Regions from separate parts of the Anser cygnoides genome. Here region 2 is linked to region 1. Evidence: chromatin contacts called from public Hi-C data. All regions are on one chromosome and are shown on one strand. The core of a region is the stretch at or near the end of the contact, and the rest is flanking DNA. Distances in the headings are between cores, read along the strand shown. Region 1 holds the start of MFGE8 (milk fat globule EGF and factor V/VIII domain containing). Region 2 has its middle 51 kb from the start of MTHFS.

What was found. Hi-C and Micro-C count contacts between places; a contact is called where the count stands out from the background.
Region 2: a contact with region 1 is called in a Hi-C map of liver, with 4 times the contacts expected there. The contact joins the enhancer-like site here to the promoter of MFGE8 in region 1. A contact is called at or near these places in 2 of 7 Hi-C or Micro-C datasets (both in liver).

What each region holds. Positions count from the first base shown.
Region 1 is chr11:8,323,022-8,326,446 of Taihu_goose_T2T_genome, reverse strand. It overlaps MFGE8 (milk fat globule EGF and factor V/VIII domain containing), which reads left to right and starts at 2,125. Exons shown (of 10, transcript XM_048072024.2): 1 at 2,125-2,292. The coding sequence starts at 2,220.
Region 2 is chr11:8,720,823-8,724,247 of Taihu_goose_T2T_genome, reverse strand. No RefSeq gene overlaps it. Among named protein-coding and RNA genes, the nearest start is that of MTHFS, 51 kb to the left of the region's middle. Within about 2 kb of position 2,152, at least 2 of the 3 cell types and tissues checked have open chromatin away from gene starts, as enhancers often do. A contact at or near this core is called in liver, where this site is marked.

The DNA.
Region 1 (3,425 bases), core at 876-3,375:
GCCTGACCTTCGACCTACCAAACCCTTTCAAGTAGAGCCATCCCTTGCGAAAACTTGGCGGCTGCGCGCAGCTGGGGCGTGGTGTGCGCGTGGGGGGCTCTCTCTGCTCCTCAACGCTTCCCTGGGCTTCACAGGTTGCTTCTCTCTCTTTTGACAGCCAGTTCATCCCTCTTCCAGCCAGGATCTTCCAGCACGGCACCTTTCCAGCCCCAGGTGCCCCCCTACCCTCTCTGGGATCCCTCGTCCCCCCGCAGGTCCCCCTTCGAGGAGCCCCTGGTGCTGCCAGGACGGGGGGTCCTGCGGAGAGCAGAGCTCCGGCTGCCTCCCCCGCCTCCGTTTTTAATATCCTTTCCCATGCGTGTCAGTAGGGACAGCGGCATTTATGCCCCAGGGGACAGAAGGAAAACATTCCGCTTTCTGTTTTTAGAAAGGCTGCTGATTTTTCTGCAGCTCCTTCTGGGACACAACCAGGCGGTTGCTCCTCAAAAGGCAAAACAAACACCCTTGGCCTAGTTGCCTGCGTACGGGCCTGGGAATCTTGCCCCGTGCTCCCCTTCCGACCTTGTTTCCCGCTGAACACAATAGCAGTAATTACCCTGAGGCTGAAGGGTTATTCGAAAGCAAGCTCAGTGTCTTGTCCACTCTCTCCTTTCCAGCTGCTGTTTCTCCCTTCGCTGAGCAAAACGTTCGCTGGTGTTTCCATCGATAACTGATGGAAATTCCACCGCCGAGCTTGGCCGTGAGATACGTGCGTGCTCCCTGCCTTCCTCACGCCCTGGTGCTCCAGGGATACGTTCAAAGGGTTTATTTACGGGGGTGGGCAAGCTCCCTTTGCGTGGGGCACCGCTTGGCTGCGCCTCACAGGAGGCACAGGCTGTGTCCGAGGGACGAGGCGGCTGGATGCTGGAGCGGGGATGGAAAATGAGGTGGAACGGCTGATCAAAGTGCACGGCACGTGGCCGGGCTGCTGAGCTCGCTGCCGGCTGAGATTGCCAAGTTGCCAGAGCCAGAAATGGAGCAAGACTCGGGAAGAGTCAACATGTAACGGTGGGCAGCAGCAGGACTATCTGCAGCAGATTAGCTAATGCTAAAACAGAGGGTTTTGCAAGAAGAGATAAGGTCAACTTCACGTTTAGGGGGGATAGGAGGAGATTTCCAGCGCGGAGGCAAATGATCCTGCATATTTTTACTGTGTGGTTTCCTGTACCCTCTTCAGAAGCGTTTGCTGCTGAATATGAATTCAGCCTGAGCGTGCTTTAGCCCGACAGTTTCTGCCTTCCCGGGCAGAGCTCCCCACGTGGCACCAGCTCTGGAAAGCACGGCTGGGCTTTTCCAGCACGGCCTCCCCTGGGGTCTGGGCTGGACAACGCTCAAAGAGGGTCTTGTTCATGGCTGAGCCAACAGACGTGTGGTGCTGCGCTGTGGGGCTGTCCCCGACCTGGCTGCAGGCTGCTCCGGAGGAACTTGGGCTCCTTGGGCTGATCTGTGCGTGGTGGTGTGGGATGCGCCCTGAGCTCCAAAGTGCCCTGCAGGAACATAGGGGAAGCCCGCCCAGGGAGAGAAAATGTGCCCTGAGCACGCACCCTGTGTGCTGAGTGTGCTCCCCATGCACTCTGAGTGTGCACTCCATGCACCCTGAGTCTGCATCCCTGTGCTCTGAGTGTGCGCCCTGTGCTGAGTGTGCTCCCCATGCGCCCTGAGTGTGCATCCATGCACCCTGTGTGCGCCCTGTGCACTTTGCGTGTGTACCCCAGGCACTCTGAGCGTGCACCCCATGCACTGAGTGTGCACCCTGTGCACTCTGAGTGTGCATCTGTACACCCTGAGCGTGCACCCCATGCACTGAGCGTGCACCCCGTGCACCCCGAGCGCGCACCCCACGCACCACCAGCACGCCCCCCCACCCCCGGAGCGCGCACCCCACGCACCCCAAGCGCGCTCCCCGAGCTCATTAGCGCCTCGCTCGGTGCTTCCTAATTAACCACCCCTACCTTTGAAGCCCGACCCACGGGGGCAGAGGCGGCAGGGCTCCGGAGGGCTGTGCCGTGCCGTGCCGGTCCCACCCCGGGGGCGGGCGGCGGAGCACGTGAGGCCGGGCCGGGCCGTGCCGAGCCGTGCCGGGCCGCCCCGAGTCACTCCCCGCCCCGAGCCCCGCGGCGGAGCGGAGCAGGAGCGGCTCGGCTCGGCACGGCTCGGCTCGGCACGGCTCGGCACGCAGCATGGAGCCAGCAAGGCGGTGGCGAGCGCTGCTCCTCCTGGGGCTGGGGCTCTCGCTGCTGCTGGTGGTGGCCGGTGAGTGCAGGGGGGGCCCGGGGGTGCGCGCAGCCCCCCGCAGGAGCAGAGGGGCCGGGAGGGACGAGCTCGGGGCCGCAGCTCGCTCCTGGCTGCCGAGCCGGGAGTAGCCGAGCCGAGCTGGGCCGTGCCGTGCTTTCGGGCTGAGATAAGCGTGTAAACAGCTGCCCTGGGAGCGGCGCGGCACGGCACGGCACCGGGAGCCGCGGGGAGAGGCAGCGCCCTGCGGGTCACCGGGGGTTGGGCGATCACCCAAAAGGCTGACCCCCAAGGGTTACAGTGGGGTGGCTGACCCCAAAAGGCTGACCCCAAAAGGGCGATCCCGAAAGGCCGACCCCAAAGATTGACCCCAAAAGGTGACCCCAAAGGGACGGGTGTGAGCAGGGAGCAGGGGAGCGAAGCCCCCGCGCAGGAGGGCGCCCGTTCGGCCCTCCCCGGGCAGCCCTGACCTGACCCCCCCCCAGCCCCGCCGGTTTTCGGAGGATGTTATTTTTGCCTTCCGGCCAGCCTGTGGGTGCACATAAGCAAACATTTCCAAAAGCGGTGCCTGAGCTCTGTGGCCTTGGTTCCTGGCTGTCCGGGCCGTGACAGCTCCGTCCTTGACCTGAGAGATCCGTGTGTGGGGAGGATGGAGATGCTGAACCGCTCTGCCGCCGGCCCTGAAACGTCCCAAAAAGTAGGAGCATCCAAAACGTTTTGCAGCACTGGAAAATGTGAGTGGCGTGCCTCGCTGCTGGGCGAGGGGCCGGCCGGTGACACCCGCCACCCGAGGAATTATTCCTGGGAGGGGAGAAAAGAGAATCTGCTCCCTCGGAATAAATGAAGTATAAATCTAGCACCGGGACCCCTCCCGTCCCAGCCCTGGGAAGATATGCAGGGAATTTTACGCCGCTCGCTCCTTTTCCCGCAGATGTCCCACCCCAGAAACTCCCCCGTCGGAGCGGCGTGCGCGAGGATGCCGGGGCGCACACGTCCGCTGGCACGCCGTGCTGCAGGAGGCAGCCGGCTCCTGCTGCTCCACACAGGCAGCTCTGTGCGCAGGGGGTCCTTGGGATGCGCCCAGGACCTGCGGAGGAGTGTGGGGCGAAGGCATCCCCACGGAGCAGCCCGTGTAGGAGCTCTCTCCTCCCGCG
Region 2 (3,425 bases), core at 903-3,402, 400 kb before region 1:
TAAATAAATAAAGGGATTTGTTTTCCCTGACTTCAATATTCTTTAAAAATACCAACAACTATGGTGGAGGAGAAGCTTCACACTACGTAACTCCCAATGAGATCTGGATTTTGTAATCTTGGCAATTCTCAGAACCCAACAAATACTCCCTCACACTGGGGACAACATTTCCAACACAGTCGGTCTGTGGTTTTGGGGGTTTCTTTTGTTTATTGCACACCGCAGAACCCAGAGGACGTGGGCGAGGCGTCCCCGGGTGTGGGGCTCAGCCTGCTCCGGCTGCTGCTGGAGCTGCCCCCAGCCAGCGCCTCCTCGCCAGGCCCAGGACCCTTGCGTGGCAATAACCACGGAGAAACCCAAGTCCCATCCCATCCCTTGGCCCTCCAAGCCAAATTTCTCAGTAGGTTTGCAGAAATGCTTGCCCAGCCCCGGTAAGGGACTATTAAGTAGAAGACAGAGTGATAACTGGAAGAAGTGGACAAAACGGACAAAATCCCTTTTTCTGCTGTCCACAGGGAATCTCCAAAGCCCTGGAGAAAATGCATGGTGAGTGCTTTTGGGGCTTGAAGGGATTCCAACATCCCCAAATGGTTTAGTTTGAGAAAAACTACTCCTGTCTGGATGGCCCAAATTCATTATTTTCACTATTCTTGGAGGCCGTGGTCAAGGGCCACCATGCTTGGTGCTACACAAAGACCCTTGATGTGGTGTCCAGCTGAGAATTTCATGGGGAAAATCTGCATCCTTAAAATTAGCTAACCAGCAGAACGGCTAAGGAAGTAGTTGGTTAATTTAGATCACAACAATGCTGGCACTTCACACAGCCGTGCCTGTAGAAGAAGTAGCATGGAACATCTAAGTGATATAAGTGAATGTGTCATTAAAGAGCTGAAGGGCTATTTTTTTCAAGATATGTCATTTAGAAAAAAAAAATCACCTAATTTAAACTCATCCTAAAGCTGTTAAAACAACTTTACACATTGCTGTTTACTTCTGAAGTATGTTGAGACCTTATCTTATTCCCTCCTACCACTGTTCAAGGCTAATCAGAATATATTAATGCGTTTACAGTAAGAAAATCTCTTTTCCATTGCAATAAACCAGCAAACGAACTTAGAGATTTCTACGTACTCTGGTTACCAAAGACCTGTTCCTTTTCTTGTCCAAAGGCTAAGAAAGGATGCCATGAAGGAGAAGTGAGATGCTGTATGACACAGGCACCTATTCGTGGAAGGGAATTACAAAAAAGCTTAATGGTTAAACAGTGGGAGTTGAAAGCAAGCCTAAAATGACTCAGGCTGTCCTGAATAAGGAGGCTTTCCAAAATCTGGCCATCAGCAGGCTGGTGAAGCATTTTCCCTCCCTAAAATCAGCTCTGTTTCCCAAAGGGTAAAAATATCTGCTCAGTAATAAAAACACGGGCTATCTGCTATCAGTGCACCGGCTCAGGGACATGAGAGATCCTGCATCAGCCATGCTCACCCTGTGCTGAAAAGCATCCTCCCGCATACAGCAGGGTGCAGGTAAGGGGGAGATGTCTCGGGCTCTCCTGGGTCTGCCTCCCCCCGTGGGCTGCGGATCAGGGACAGTGCACTGGGCGGGTGCTGAATCCAAGTGTGCTGATGGAACATTTTGATAACGGGGCTGCACGGGGACTTTGCTTTGGGTTGTTTGCTCTCCCTGGTTAGGCGGGGACAAGCAATCCAAGCTTGTTTCAGTCCCTGTGCAAGAGGCCAGGGAGAAAATTTAGGGGACTGCAGGAGAGACTGTGGAAAGCTTTGGGAGATAAAAACAAACGGGAAACAGAGCAAGATGAGGGGACAATGCAGCATAAAGGGTATGAAGATTTGCTTGATGCTTATGGACGAAGGACAAATATGCAAAAGTATTTTTCTCTCTCACTGCAGAGTTTGGAAAATTGTCTTTTTTTTTTTCCCTACACCACAGAGACTCATATTTCCCCTGCTTCAAAAAATAAAAATAAAAAAGAAAATCTTGGCTTGGCAAGGGTCAACAGATTTATGGCCAGCTTTAAATCAGTGCAACTTCACCTGGGAGGTTTAGTTTTGGATGTATTCAGAGCAGGGAATAAGCATATGAATTATTCTGGTATAGTGGTAGTAAATAGTCCAGCGGTCTCAGACCAATTTCTGCGGTGCCATATCTCATACGGGCTGATAAATCCAGCATGTGCAGCTGCTGAAAACCAGGCTCCAGGTCTGTACAGCCGGCAACTCGCTGACCATGTCCCAGCCCCACCCCAGTAACGTATTTTTTGTGATGCCAAGATCTGGTGATGGCCTCAGCCTCCCGTGTTTCATTTGCTGTTTCTCAGCATTGGAAAAAAAAAACATTACCATGTTAGATAGTGAGAAAAGCTCTCTCTGCAGCTGGAACAGCAACTCTTCCTCCCACTACTAGAAATTAAAAACAAAATTATAAAAATATTGTTGTGGATAATTTCAGCCCAGAAATACTGAGCAGCTCTTATGAATGATAATGTTTTCGCTAATGCTTCCTGGTAGAGCCACATCCTTATTCCTGCTGCTCAGAAGGGTGGTTTAACATGTTCAGGAGGTTTGGAGAACTGTCTGAAAGCAGTCAGTCAGCCTGCACTGCGATATCCTGGCTCTGACTGTATTTTGTTTAAAAAGCAGAAGTAAATGTTGCCTGAGGAAATAAAAAGAATTGAGAGGAAAAATGTGGCTGTGGAAAGCCAGCTGTCAGTTATCCAAAATGTATTAAATCTTGGCAAACAAGTCTCCAATATCACCTCCAGCCCACTTTCTCCTTATTTTCTTTTCCTCCAGCCACACACAGTCTTTATTCCATCAAGGCACTAACAGAGTTGATGGCCCCCCAAACACTACCACCACGAGGTCCGTTTGACCAGACCCAGCACCAAATGGAAGCCCATGAGGGGCACAGCATGCATGGGACGTATCAGTGCTGAAAATTCAGCGACCTGGATAGCACTGAGCACTGCGCCGTGCTGCAGTGGAGTGAAAACAGCCCGTTCAGAAAACCAGCCCTGGAGACCTCCCTCTCACTTGTCTTGAATCATCCTTGACACGAGGGAGGTGTGAGACTGGCACCAGCGTACAGCCACTTGCTTTTGAATTTACAAGGTGGAAAGTCCTGGAAAATTGCCCTTCAAATCCAAACCTGACTTCCCTCGGATAGATAAAACAGCAGGATTATCTTGTCTGCACTGTCTCATTCAGCTGAGACTTTGTGTGCTGAATGCATTCCTGATGTGCTCTCCTCTGAGGGGCTGCTGGTTGCTGTACGGATGTACATGGTGGTGGCTTTTTGCCAGAGCATTTCGGTCCCAGCAGAAGAGGTTGTCGGTTCAGCATTCGCTTGATATTGCTCTTTGCTCGGGAGAATTCCTCTCTTCTCTTCTTTCCCTCACAGCTATCGCT